Linked DNA regions of Mus musculus: region 1 is linked to region 2. Evidence: chromatin contacts called from public Hi-C data. All regions are on one chromosome and are shown on one strand. The core of a region is the stretch at or near the end of the contact, and the rest is flanking DNA. Distances in the headings are between cores, read along the strand shown. Region 1 overlaps Synpo2 (synaptopodin 2). Region 2 overlaps Pde5a (phosphodiesterase 5A, cGMP-specific).

Region 1 (2,700 bases), core at 150-2,649, 420 kb after region 2:
TCCAAAGTTAGGATAATAATATGCAGCTTTCATGCTATGGAAAACGCAGAAGTCAAATAAAAAGCCCACACATAGTGGTCATGCATATTGCCTGGGTCTCCACAGTACTTCGATCTTATCAAAAGTTTTGATGAGTATTATCACTAGCTCATGCCCAGGTTGGGAGATGAGAGAGGCCACATGCGCTGTCTCCACGCACACTGACTGTGTCTGCTTAGATGGCAATCTAACTAAATAGTCTTAGAAACCCTCTTCTCTTCAAGTGAGTCACTGCTAAATAAGGAAATGGATCTCGGACTGGCAAGTGGCTCAGATGGTAAAAGCCCTTGCTTGGCTCCGAACCTGACGACCTAATTTAATCTCCAGATTTCACATAAAAAGCCAGATGTCGTGACACACTTACTCAGTCCCAGAATTCCTAGTTTGGGGTGGGAGTTAGAGACAGGAAAAGTGACCAGAAGCTCACAAGCCAGCTAGGCTATTGTGTAATGCAGCAACAAGAGGAAGAGAGAACTGATTCTTGAAAGGTGTACATACATACATACACACACAGACACACACACAGACAGACAGACAGACAGACAGACACATACACACACACACACATACACACACACCCCACAGGAAGAATAAATAAATGAATGAAGGAAGAAAGATCGGATGGACCTGGATCCTGTCCATTTTAACAAGTGAAATAAGAAGAGTTAAAAGCAGTATGCCTGGTTCTCACCAAAGCAAAATTCTAAAAAATAAAAAGCAAGTTCTACCTGGCATTATTTGGACATTCTATTCTATGCCATGAAAGAAAATAAACTTTATCCTGCTCCTAGAAGAAAATCATAGATTATCTTTTATTCTACAGATATTAATTTGTCCCACGAACACGATTTAAACTTCTTAAACTTCTTCCAATAAATATCCAAGTAACTCATTAGAGATTATATTTGTTTGCATTTTCACATGAAGCAGCCACACAGATGCTGAGAAATCCGAATGACTTCGGCTTGGCATAACTCAGCGAAGTTGCTCTCACTTTATGAGTGGAACCTGAGACCCATTTGCAATACCCAGAAACGGACAGTAGCAATCCACTGCTGCTTCCTGGCCTTTCAGAGGTGTTGGTAGGGGGAGCTCTTGGAAGCTGAGAGAGAGCAATACAATTATCAAATGGAAAAAAAAAGGTTTTCTCTGGCTCCTCCCACACAGCCTGAGCGTTTGTTCAATGTCGAGGTAAGGTGGAGAGGAACGCCCTTGTACACCACCAGCTAGAAATGGAGTCTGGAGAGAAAAGCGGGCAAAACTGGGTGCCAAGTCTCCTCAGAGAACTGTGCTCTGCACAATACAAGGTGGCATGAGTCAATACTAAAGGCACCCCAGAAGCTGTCAGACATGAAACCATAGACCATTGCTATTATTAGAAATAACCACATATGGTGGTTACCATGTCTCAGACTTGGAAGGAGCCAGTGACATTTCACATAGAAAGTTTGGGTACCATCAGTGTGCAGCCAATGGTGGGGTCAAGTTTTGGGGGGCTACTTTTAAGATTCATGAACTCTCAGAAATGAGGCAGTCTAAACTATTCATACCTTATCTGGGTTGTCGAGGTGCCTAGCCCTTGTTGGCAATCTTCAATGTTCAGAGTACTCAGGGTGCCCTAGAAGGACAGGCACACGGCATTCTTGGCACAGAAATTCTAATTTGAGTTGACATTTTAAGAGACCATTTTTGCTTTATGTACCTTGACCCATAAAAAATAAACAGATAGAAGTCTTAAGCGGCTTTCTAAGTTGTATGTTTTCTATCACACTTCACTATGTAATGTTGGAGACTAAGGGGAAAGATGCACAGATTGGAAATATATTCTGTGTGCAGGTGTCAGGTAGCTGACTGATTTCAGAAAGGCATGGATTTGGGGGTGTTCAGGAATATTCAACCTTTTGACTTTGTGGTCAAAATGTGTTGGGCCACATGCGTAGCTACCACGGGATGCATATTGCCCATGGGCTGCAGGTTGGATGTACCCAATTTAAATACTAATCCTAATCTGTAAAGGGGCTCCAAACTCTAAAAACCAAATGTCTTCTGGGATAAAAACTGGGGCTTTGGGTGTACATGGAATTGTAGGAAGAAGGAAGCTTTCTTCATAAAGTTACATACTCATCTGTAGAATTTCTAATTATAAAGATGATTTATTTATTTGATGTGTTATAAATGTTTTGCTCACATGTTTGTTTGTGCACCATGTATGTGCCTGGTGCCTGTGGAGGCTGGAAGATGGCATCAGGTCCCCTGGAGCTGGAAATGTGGACAGATGGTTGTGAGCAGTCAGGTGAATGCTGGGAACTGAACCCGGGTCCTCCGCAAGAGCAGCCAGCGCTCTTAAATGTTCAGCCATCTCTCTTACCATTCTAGACTTTCTAATTTTAATTTAATGAACAGTCCGAGGAGAATCTAGTAGAGTCAGTGACTGCTGCATGGCCAGTCACTTTGGAGGATTAAACAGCTGACCTCCCCCTTCTCTTCACATTATTACGGGCAACAGAATTATGCAGTAAACAATGATGTTCGTGTAAAATATAGCTCAGCAACCTGGGATGACCATGAGGGCGGCCAGCTATGGACGGCATGATACAGAATTAGATCCTAGATCAGGGATAATGTAAGGACACAGAACCCAGCCCTGCACAGGGCCCAGTG
Region 2 (2,700 bases), core at 108-2,607:
AAAAGATGTATCATTTTTACTTGTAAGGCACATATGTTAAATTTAGATGGAGGATGTAAAATAAATATTGCTATCCATTCTTAAAATAAATATCGCTATCCATTCTAAAAGGTTACTGCTTCTATAATTACATAGGAGTAGAAATGTTCACAATGTTCAAACAAATAATTTAGTAAGCATATTTTTAAAGGCAAGGCCTGTATTAAGAATAATGTAATCTTCGGAGCACTGGCCCAGTCTGTAACTGTGAGTTCCTCTATCGAGAGCAGTAAGTCTCATACACTAATGGCCAGTTTTCTTGTGTTCTCTTGTGGTCCCTGTGTTTGTGCTGCCTTCTAGCCTCCCGGAAGCATTCTGCTAGGCTTCAATTCTTCCTGCCTAGAAGGGTCCACAGAAGCTCTTCAAACAACAGCATTTCCCAGTTCCCTCCTCTCTGTGATGTTTTCAGAGCTCTAGATCCTTCTTAGAGCCTGAACTATGTGATCAAGATTTGTAAGGAAATGTGTAGATTTCATGCAGGATTAATCATAAATGGCTCTCTTGAAATAAAACGATTTTCATGTTATAATGAAAACTCAATAAACTTGTAAAATTATATAGAAACTACTACTGTTTCTATTATATCACGTTCACAGTATTTTAAGATTTGGAAACACTGGTGTTTGGCATACTTCAGGTATCACGATTTATTTTTCATGGAATTATAGAGATTGTATCTACAGCCCCCCAGCACTGTAGGCAAGTTAGGTCCCATCAGAGAACCGTGTACATGCTCAGCCACAGTTGCCTTTAAAATAATTCCATCATCATAGATGATCTCTAGTCACTTACATTGTTTCTTTTTAAGATACTTAGACTAAAAAAACTGTATAAAGTTTCACACTCCCTCCACATCAATGGCAGACAATGTGTTTGCTTTACTCAGATGTACCCCTTCCATTGTATTTGGAGACACAAATTATAGCTTTGCTCAAGCTGTCTTGGGCATTTTACTAATGCTCCAGAATGATTTCTTTTGTAACAGGAAAGACTAAACAGAACTCGATAGTATTTATTTGTTTCTATCCCAAACATAAAATTATTAAACCTTTAATTGTGGGTTTCAAGTTACGTTGGCTTCTGTTGTTGTTTTCAGAGCTGAATGTAGGGATGGAAAAAATCCTTAATAAGAAGTGGGGCAATGGAATAAGTCAGTGAGTTGATTGGTCACAGAGAGCTGACAATGCTTCATTTCTGAAGGCTGTGCGCAGGCTTTGCAGGGCTTCCTGTAACATTCATTAGCTTAGAGGCACAGATGTGGGTCAAGGCTGACTGCTGCTCTAGCAATGACTGCACTTGGAAGTAACTTTCACATCAGGCTCTCCAGGGGTCAGCTCCTGGGGGCTGCACACACAGGAACCACACATGGGAAGAGAGCCTCTCCACGTGACTTACTCTTCTGATATTTAGCTCTATAATATTATTTGCTAACTTGTTATACTCATTTTATTTTAAGTTGTATCTTTTAAGTGTAAAGACTCTATTCATTTTTAATGAATGGCAGGGTTTTGTAATTATTGTCAATCAAATATTTAAGGTAGGCAAAACAAATTGAGTGTTAAGTTTCTCTTTGTCTATGTTGACAAATCCTCTTTTCTTCTTCTTCTTTTGGTTTACTGAGGCAGGGTTTCTCCGTGTAGCCCTTATGAAATTGATTGGAATGACCAGCAATTGCATCAGTTATGAGGTCACTTGACCAGATAATCTTGTTAAGATTCTGTATTTTCGTTTGCCTGTCTTTCCCTCACCCATTCCTCTGTCTTTTGGCCTTGAACTTCAGCTCTGCTTTCTTGCATGCTTTCTCCGTGTGCTGGCAGAGCTCGTCTTTGATGAGTCTTAAACGTGTGCTGCTAAAAAGGTTCCTTCTTACTCTTGGCCGTGCTCCCCAAACTGTTCCTCCCTTACTTGGGTCATCTGCCTACTCTGGACCAATCAGTGTATCCAAGAGAGTAGGGAAGTCTGACTACTCCCGCAGGTAACCCACAGTCTCAATTTCCCTTTATGGGCAAGTCAGGGTTGGGGGTCTGTAAAGGGAAGGGCTCTGTAAGCTTAATAAACCTCAAAACCCTATAGAAACTGCTACTGTGCACAGACCAGTTTGCCAGGTGCAGTATCTGGTGCTGACTTTCCCCAGACCCCCAGCCTTGATTGTTTTCTTTTTAGAGAGAGCTTTACTCTGTTGCAGGCTGTTCTAGAACTCACGGTATAGCCATGTATCTCCAAATTCGTAAGAACCTTCCTGCTTCAGCTGTCTTTGAGTTCTTTCCCTTTGAATGTTAAGTTGAATGTGGTACTATGAAAAGTAAAATTAATATAAAGATTTACTTTAATCCTAGTTAACAACATTTAGGCAACTGCTGGCCTAAATTACATTTTAAGTTGGTTCTGAACAGAATGATAAAGCTACAGTCAAATGCAAATTGGCAGCAGTCATCAAATGCCCCTTGCAAAGTCCTTATGGCCCCAAGTGGGGTGACGGACAGCACAGCATGTTGCTTAGCAACATCTCGCTTCTCCCACTCACCCCCCCCCCCGAACACTCATGTACCCTTTAGTCCTTTAGCACAACAAACTCACTTTGGGATTTCATTTTTCATATGATGTGAAAGTCTGCTTGCATGTTAACTTTGCTTTCTCACTAAAATTAAAGGGCAACACTTG

What was found. Hi-C and Micro-C count contacts between places; a contact is called where the count stands out from the background.
Region 1: a contact with region 2 is called in a Hi-C map of the N1E-115 cell line, with 4 times the contacts expected there. The contact joins two enhancer-like sites. A contact is called at or near these places in 4 of 39 promoter capture datasets (embryonic stem cells and stem cell-derived epiblast-like cells), 8 of 484 Hi-C or Micro-C datasets (the N1E-115 cell line, embryonic heart, embryonic stem cells and 1 more), 6 of 115 datasets of contacts at active chromatin or transcription factors (astrocytes, embryonic stem cells and stem cell-derived neural progenitor cells) and 1 of 9 other capture datasets (embryonic stem cells).

The regions. Positions count from the first base shown.
Region 1 is chr3:123,150,437-123,153,136 of GRCm38.p6, forward strand. The region is part of intron 1 of Synpo2 (synaptopodin 2); the gene reads right to left. Among named protein-coding and RNA genes, the nearest start is that of Synpo2, 84 kb to the right of the region's middle. Within about 2 kb of position 1,400, at least 13 of the 459 cell types and tissues checked have an H3K27ac peak or open chromatin away from gene starts, as enhancers often do. A contact at or near this core is called in the N1E-115 cell line, where this site is marked.
Region 2 is chr3:122,732,729-122,735,428 of GRCm38.p6, forward strand. The region is part of intron 1 of Pde5a (phosphodiesterase 5A, cGMP-specific); the gene reads left to right. Among named protein-coding and RNA genes, the nearest start is that of Pde5a, 4.9 kb to the left of the region's middle. Within about 2 kb of position 1,358, at least 7 of the 459 cell types and tissues checked have an H3K27ac peak or open chromatin away from gene starts, as enhancers often do. A contact at or near this core is called in the N1E-115 cell line, where this site is marked.